Regions from separate parts of the Zea mays genome. Here region 2 is linked to region 1. The links are chromatin contacts, called in public Hi-C maps. All regions are on one chromosome and are shown on one strand. Each heading gives the region's core, a stretch centred on a gene start, on an enhancer-like site or on the middle of the called end of the contact. The rest is flanking DNA. Distances are from core to core; before and after follow the strand shown.

Evidence for each region. Hi-C and Micro-C count contacts between places; a contact is called where the count stands out from the background.
Region 2: a contact with region 1 is called in a Hi-C map of leaf, with 6 times the contacts expected there. The contact joins the promoter of LOC100191179 here to the promoter of LOC100194114 in region 1. A contact is called at or near these places in 12 of 25 Hi-C or Micro-C datasets (bundle sheath, ear, endosperm and 5 more).

What each region holds. Positions count from the first base shown.
Region 1 is chr8:14,819,551-14,823,642 of Zm-B73-REFERENCE-NAM-5.0, forward strand. It overlaps LOC100194114, which reads right to left and starts at 2,312. Exons shown (of 9, transcript NM_001139167.1): 1 at 2,177-2,312; 2 at 1,362-1,437; 3 at 1,110-1,233; 4 at 711-795; 5 at 362-494. The coding sequence starts at 2,215.
Region 2 is chr8:15,035,279-15,039,370 of Zm-B73-REFERENCE-NAM-5.0, forward strand. LOC100191179 reads right to left here and starts at 1,968. Exons shown (of 4, transcript NM_001136614.1): 1 at 1,715-1,968; 2 at 1,508-1,547. The coding sequence starts at 1,783. LOC118473080 (a long non-coding RNA gene) reads left to right here and starts at 2,363. Exons shown (of 3, transcript XR_004851892.1): 1 at 2,363-3,145; 2 at 3,318-3,431; 3 at 3,521-3,603. It also overlaps a transcript of LOC100383128 not described here.

The DNA.
Region 1 (4,092 bases), core at 1,062-3,561:
ATAAGTTGATTCCTAAACTAAAGCTGTTACAGAAAAACAGTAATGTCCGAACTCCGGATATGTAGATTATCTAACAGAACTGATCACCAGAAGCAAAGGGCCTGTTCAGTTTGGGTTTCAGCTGCTGTGGCTAGCTGCAGCTAGCTTATGACTACAGTAACTCTACTGTGACACCTGAGAGGCAGCAGCCAACGACTGAATAAATGCCAGACGAACAATCTCAACCAAAAGATGTATAGCTACATTTATATAATGAACCAACAAGGCAGCAACTCTTCATTACCATTAAAAAACTAACCATGAAGGGCTAGAAAGAGACTACACATGTCATGTCACTGGAGGGAATGTAAAGGAAAAGTACCAGCAATTGCTTTTGTTTGTGCAGCAACAACATCCATGGTTGAACCAGCCTCCCTCTCCTCAAGGGTCTCACCAACACATGCAATGACCTTTAGTCCCTGAGACAGAGCAAAAGCAACCTTGTCTCCAACAAACTGGCATCCAAGCAGAAGAGTAAAACCATTAGATGTGAACATTCATTGAATGGCAGTGGCTATGCCGAAGACAGGGAACAGCTAAATAATTGGTTGGTGTCTCAGGGGAGAATTAAAGTAGATACAACATAGTCCCAGATAAAAATATGCACACATTACAAGCGCAATGAAAATAACACAAAAGACATGTTGCATAAGTTGTGACATGGATCATACCTCATTTGATTCTCCCAGCAGAGCTCTCCTTTCAGAGTGTCCAAGAATGACCCAGGGAACGCCAAGGTTGACGAGCATCTCAGCACTGCATCAATAATGACTTCGTAATCAACTAATAGTGAAATTCAATGGGGAAACAAGCGCAATACACAAACTGCTGAATTATGTTACATATATGCAGAATGCTTAACATAGCATAGTAATCAGATGATAATAGTTAAAATTGAATGAAAACATGAAAGGTGACCTCAAAGGACTCCGTGCATAATGGTCAAGAAATATAAGCAATTATTCTAGTACAAGACTATGTATTTGCTTCAAAGTTTTGACAATAATCCTTCCACAGATTGGTCATTATGACATATGTCGTAGTCAGCCAGGATAGAATTAAAGACTAACCTAATTTCACCGGTGAATGCACCTCCCTTCTTCACCCAGCAGTTCTGAGCAGCAACTTGGAACTCTTGGCGCAGCTGGCTCTTGACCACCGGGAGGAACACATAAGGAGGACTGACAACGACCTCTGCAATGCAAACAGTTACAACTCATTAAGCACATCATACAATTGGTAAATTTCTCAGGACTACACAAATGTATGCAATGTTCAAGGTCAGTCCTAAAACATATTATGTAAATTTTGGTTGTCCATACCAACAACATCTGAAGAGGGAACATTTCCTTCATTCAGGGTTTTGACAATCTTCTCAACCTGATCTGTGGTTCCATTCTGCACGCATCAATATCAACCATGACATGATCAGTTATCAAGCAATTCAATATATATACATGTCACTTGTATGAGAAATTTGGCAAAGCAACAGGCTCTTTCACTGCCAGTGTGTATTCGATTCACAAAAGGAGCTCCAACCTACTATCAGATTGAGCAAGCTCTTACACTGCCAATGAGTACTCAATTCGCGAGGAGCTCCAACCTATGCTCAGATTGAGCAAGCCCCGAGCTCCATGACAAGAAACGTAAGGTTAATTCGTGCAGCAAACGAGAATGGGTCTCCAAAAGTTGGATATCGAACTCCTCTGCTCCTACAGACAACATGCATCACGAAACTTATGAAGGGCTTTTACGATTTGCTCTGCGCTGGAGCCTGGGAAGCACAGGCGCATTGGAAGAAGAACGCGGGCTCTTCCAGCTAGGTCACAACATACAAAAACCATCAACATCACCTTAGATTCCGTTTTGTACGAGAACGACCAGATCGATTCTATTCGTGGCCGGACCTTAACCTGGAGGCATCATATCCGGGCTTCCCAACCAAGAGCAAAAAACCCAATTATTACGGTGAACTGAATCCAGAGCAATCGAATCCAAACCCCCTCCCCAAACAAAAACAAAAACAAAAACAAAACACTGCCTAGCTTAACCGTAAACGGGATCAGATATACTACCAAAGGTCCACATCCCATCCACGAAAGAAAAATAGGCAGTTCGACGGGGGAAGAGAAATTACGCATTTCCAGTTGCCACCAACGAAGAACTTGCGGCCCATCTCGGCCGGGTGTCGATTAGATTGGGTACGGATGGGGGAGAGGAGGAAGGGCGCTTCTAAATTGTATTTGGCTTCTTGCAGAGGAAGAGGAAGGAAGAGAAGGTGCAAATGATAACACAGGCGGAGTGAGGTTTGTGGCCTCTCATGTGAGACATGAGGCCTGCCGGCCAGTATTCACGATGACATGTGGCCCCTACTGCCACATGGAATTTTCTTGTACGTTTTACCTTAAAAAAGAGGTATAGGTATCTTTCTATCTCTATCTCTATATATCTTCTTATTATATATATAAGATATATATAAATTATCTATTTATCTATTCTACTATATGGACTACCTTTATCTATCTAACTATCTATCTATATATATAGATAAAATTTTAAAAACAAAAAAGGTGTTCTACTCTATATCTATGTATTTATCTACCAATAACAATGATAGAGAGTGAAGAATTATATTAACCTGACTTTTATTTCTGAAGTGTCTATTTTTTTACATATCTTATGTGTGATTCAAACTCACAACTTGTACTCATATAAATTAAAATAATTGTATTTAGTAACAATATACTCTTTTCGGTATAAATAAATTATCTATTTATCTATTCTACTATATAGACTACTTTTATCTATCTAACTATCTATCTATATATAGATAAAATTTTAAAACAAAAAGGGTGTTCTACTCTACATCTATGTATTTATCTACCAATAATAATGATAGAGAGTGAATAATTTTATTAACCTGACTTTTATTTCTGAGGTGTCCATTTTTTTTACATATCTTGTGTGTGATTCAAACTCACAACTTGTACTCATATAAATCAGGATAACTGTATTTAGTAACAATATGCTCTTTTCGGTCTAAATTATAAGTCATTTAAACCTTATTGGAATGAAAGTATCTTAAGTTCAACTAAATTTGTACAATAACATTAATAAATTAAAATAAGTACAGTTATATTTTTTTATTGATTATGTTTTATAGCATGTCTATTCGATAATATAAATCATCGTGATGTTTCCGTAGTTTTATTTAAAGTTAAGGTGTTTTGGCTCTCTAAAAAAGTTAAAAATGACTTATAAGCATGCTTGCAGCATATGAAATATATTTTGCTAATTATGAGCAAAAACTAAAACATTTAGGGGGTGTTTGAACGTACTAGACTAATAGTTAATTAGCTAAAAAAAATTGCTAATAGAATTAGCTAGCTACAATTAACTAATTTACTAAAAATAGCTAATAGTTGAATTATTAGTTAGATTGTTTGAATGTCTTTAATTAATTTTAGTCATTAACTATTAGCTCTAGTGTATTTAAACATTGTTTAGCCTACCTCTAACAAGACAGGTAAAATGTGAAAATATCCATACTTCCAGCAAGGTAGGCAAAATGTAAAAATATCCATCGCACGATACTGCAGCACAATTTATGTCTCCAGCACACAGGTAAAATGCACATGAAGAGATAAGTTATGCAAATTTGTCCACCATCTCTTCTTCAATGCATAATTTTGCAAATACATAATCTGATGGAGAAACAAAATTTTGTACACCACACATATACCCTTGTTAGAAATAGCTACATAGTACTTACCTTACTAAAGGCTAGTTTGAGAACTCTATTTTTCTAAAGTATTATTATTTTTCTAAGAAAGAATAAAATATTTTTTCTTGAAAAAAAATATAAGTCTCTTAAAAAAAATAGGTTCCGAAACTAGGTCTAAAATATATTTCCGCGTGAAAATGTGCCGCGGAGGCAAATCCCAAACTCGCTACTATGATCGCTCCATGTTATTTGTTTTATCGTCACATATAGCTGTCAATATCCCAATTCGCCACTTTCTTATCAAAAAATATAGGAAGATCGATATCTAT
Region 2 (4,092 bases), core at 718-3,217, 220 kb after region 1:
TGTATGTGCCACCTCATTAGGACAGACCCAGTGCTAGGGGCTCCCGCATGAATGGGGTCTGGAAAAGGGATAAACCGAGGCTAACTTTCCTCCGCAAATATGGAGAGGCTGCTCCGAACCCACGACATGGCATGGTGACTTAGTGAGACAGCTCTCACCGTTGCACCATGTCTGTTGTCTGCCCTTCATTATGGAAAGTAAATAGACTAGCATGCTGATCTACTAATCTGCAGTGTACAACTGAGAAGGCGGTGCCTATGAATGTGACAATGAATGCCATAAGGGCACAAGGCACCTCTTAAATTGTCATCACAGACGTGGCTAAAATGTGATAATTCAAGAAGGTTAGCATAGAGATTAGAATCCCAGTGGCACTTGGAGCTTGAAATATATTGGAGGAATGCAGATTCCAGAAACAGTTTCGGGTTCCGTCAAGTAATAGGCTAATAGCAAGAAAGTTTTGACTATATGTATCCCTGAGGCACAGACATATTAAGGAGCATATTCGTGCAAACTGAAAAGTACATACTTTTCTGTCTAAATATGTTTTTTGTCAAAAAACAACCATGCTTACATACTTTGAATTAAACCATAATAAATGTAATAAACGTTGACTGAATGCAGTATGGATGTTATTTGCAAATAATATTAAAAGGCCAATAACATGTCCCAGAGACAACTTCTAGATACTGCTCAACTATCTTCCTGTTCCCATCTAAATAAATTATCCCTTGATATATTTTTTTCACAGATCATGTCAGATAAATGTATTTTGACAAAAAGGAAATAAAAAAACACAAAGGGTGTGAGTTGATGCTGATGGCCAACTCCTTCCTACCTAAACAGATCCTAACGACCTGCAGCACTGAAACCCCAAAATAAATCCCTGCCAAACAGGGCAAACAAGGAGGGCAAGCAATCAAAACGAACCCAGGTTGACTAGAGTCATTGACATGTGGTCATATGGACCGAATTGCAAACACTAGATACTGCTGCAGCCTAGAGGATAAAAAACACACAAATTGCATACCACACCCAAAGGCACTAGTCGTGGCCTTTTAGCACATACATGGAATTCAGGAGAGCAAGATAAACCTGCGACATCACACAAGCATGGGCTGCACTGCAGTTTCATACTGGCCACGCAAGCACTAAAGTTCAGGATTTGCTAGCAAAGTTTGCAGCTACAATTCTCAGGACAAGACGTATAGAAAAGAGGCAATCAAACAGCTCTGTTAGGCGTTAGCAAAGCAGCGCCGAAATGTTTGCAAAGGTCGTTTACTGGTGCAAATGAAAGATAAAAGCGGCCCACAGATTCCCGCTTGCTGAATGACTCTCGCACACCGCACGCTGTAAACACCCCCCGTGTTCGGTCCTTAACTCCAGAACACACGCGTGTTTCTTTGTTGGTTGGTTGCTGCAAGGCATGGATGAATGGAATACGGAAACTGCTGGGTAGTAGAAGCAAGTGCCGAAATGTAAGCAAGCAGGGAGGGAGTCCACTTACTCCTGGCATGGATGGCCTCCTGCAGGTCCGCGACCTTGGCCTGTAAAAAGGAACCCACGAATGAATATGAATCCAAGGTGAAACCTCTACGAGAGATCTCGAACCCCAGAGGAGAACCGAGCCTCCCCCGACGGCAATAAACCCAGCCCCCCGGAGCGAATCAAGAGGCGGCGGGCTGGCGAGCGGGCGGGAGGGAGCACAACGTACCGAGTCCTTGAGGTCGATGCCGCCCTTGACGACCTCCCGGCCGCTCCGGGACACGACCGTGACCTTCATCCTCCCGCCGACGGGAAGCCGCGGCAGCGAGGCGGCAGAGCGGGGAGAGAGACGACTAGATCGTCGAGTGGCTGCCTGCTGCCTGCGGCCGTGGATGCGGGGGAGAGGAGAGGAGAGGAGAGGAGACGGGGGCGGCGAGGGAGTGGACGGGCGGAGGCGGCGTATTTGATCCCGCGGCGGGGCGGGGGAGGGCAGCGTGCAGGTGGGGGGCGTTGGACCCACACCCACCGGAGTTATGTGGCTCAGCATCTTGATGTGGACCGTGTCCACGGCGCCCCACACTCTGAGCAGCAGCAGCATGGACAGCTGAGTAAAGAGGGCCTGCGCTGCGCAGCGTGATCTGGCCGCAGTTGGTTGGGGAGTAGCGCGGGCGGCCCAACGGCCCCCCAACGGTGAGCGACCTCCGTTCAGCTCGGCGGCTGACCCGACGATCATCCCGGGGCAGGGCCCACGGACGGACACGCTCTTGCCGTGCCGCTTCGTCGACCACAGCAGCGGCACCAGCATCAGGTAGAATTGTAGTAACATTCTTATCCTAAAACACACATTTTTCTTTGGAGAAGTAGCGATTTGTACTTAATGCTAGCAGTAGCCTTTAGATGATAGGCTGGTTGGCATTGGAGTACACGAGACAAGAACGAAGAAGAGGAGCATCCAAAGCTCATGGCAACTAAAACCGTCAAGAAGATCACTGGTTCGCTTGGATTTAAGTCGTAATGGATTCTATTGCTGTTATAGTGTTTTTATCTCTATAAATTACAAAAGTTGTAGCAGTCCAAATAGTTATCTTTAATCCAAAGCGAATAACACATTTCATAGTGATAAATGCAGGAGGTTGCAATTACAGAGATGGCTGAATTGGATAGCGGTAGCGGACTTCTCAATGTTTCTACGAGTGATGTTATCATCTGACCGGTTAAATTAATTAGTGTAGTTAAGGGGTAGAGGCGACCGACTTGGGGGTGTAACTCTTCTTGGCATATACTGTACTGTATGTCAGTATGTGTCACGATTATGTTCACTGTGGTTTTGTTCCATATAAGATGTAGGCACTAGTACATTTCTGTCGTTAGGAAAAAAAAAGGGAGCCCAAAACCCATGTGATGTTGACGGTGCACCCAAGTGCCCCTTTAATGCAGATCTCATAGTCTAAATTTTGATCACCTCTGTCTAGGCAGTTTGGGATATGCTCTGTTTCAGGATCCTTTTGCCTCAACGTTAGTCATCTTGCAATTGCAAAGCACTTATTCTGCCCTTGCTATCCTCAAGAATCAAGATTATTGGCTACGATCTACCAAATATTGACTGCAAGACACTTCTCTATTCTCTTTCAAAAAAAAGGCTCCAACAACCAGATGGAAGGTAGGCATTTATTATTCCCATATCATATCATGGTCATTAGGCTTGTAAATTGGCTCTCGAAGTATCTCTACTTCACATCTGCAGACCTGCTTACAATTCATGGAAAATGTTTACAGTATAATACTGTGTCCTTTTTAATGCATTGGCTTATTTGACAAGCATGTTTTTGTAGCTTCATGCCTACTCATATTGGATAAGTAGTGTAGAGACAAGTCACTAATGGAGGGTGTTTCAAGCGAAAAGAAACAAGCCCAGTGATACCTATTACCTGCTATGTTTTTTTTTGGTAAATCTAATTTGCAGTCTCTGTACTGGTCATGTGACAAGTGAATAAAAAAACTGTGTAATTTTCTTGCTTCTAATCTCACTGTACAGGGTTGGAGCTGTCTTGAAAATCTTGGGTGCTAGACACCTGTAATTGGCCTCAAATATCTTACACCAGCTTAATGCCTTAATCACGTTCTCAGATAACTCAGGACATGTTCTCGTTCACCGTTGCAACAGTATGGAGGCTTTACGAAATTCTTTTGACATCTGCATCTGTACCATCTTCGCTTTTCTCTCAGAATTCAGCTGGAAAAAAAACAGCTATTACTGTCGTGATCACAGGGTTACCGTGACCGAGTTGTAGAGATTGAGGAGGGCTGCCGACGGATAGAAGAAATTGCAGCTTTTCTCGGAGAGCTGAAAAAGAGAGGAAGAAAATAGAAAGGGCATGTTCATTCTGCTAAGCACACACGGATGGAATTGGCGCGGGCGGCGGGAAGGCAGTTGCGCAGCTGGAGGCTGCTGCAACAGTGGCAATAACTCCCGCTGCCCACCGGCTCACCTGTCCTTCATCCGCCCCGATCCGAACCCATTCAATTCCAAATTCACAACCCTGCCAGTGGTTGGCCCGCCGCTGCCAAATCGAATCGGACTCCGATCCGTGCAGCCCACCGGCGAGA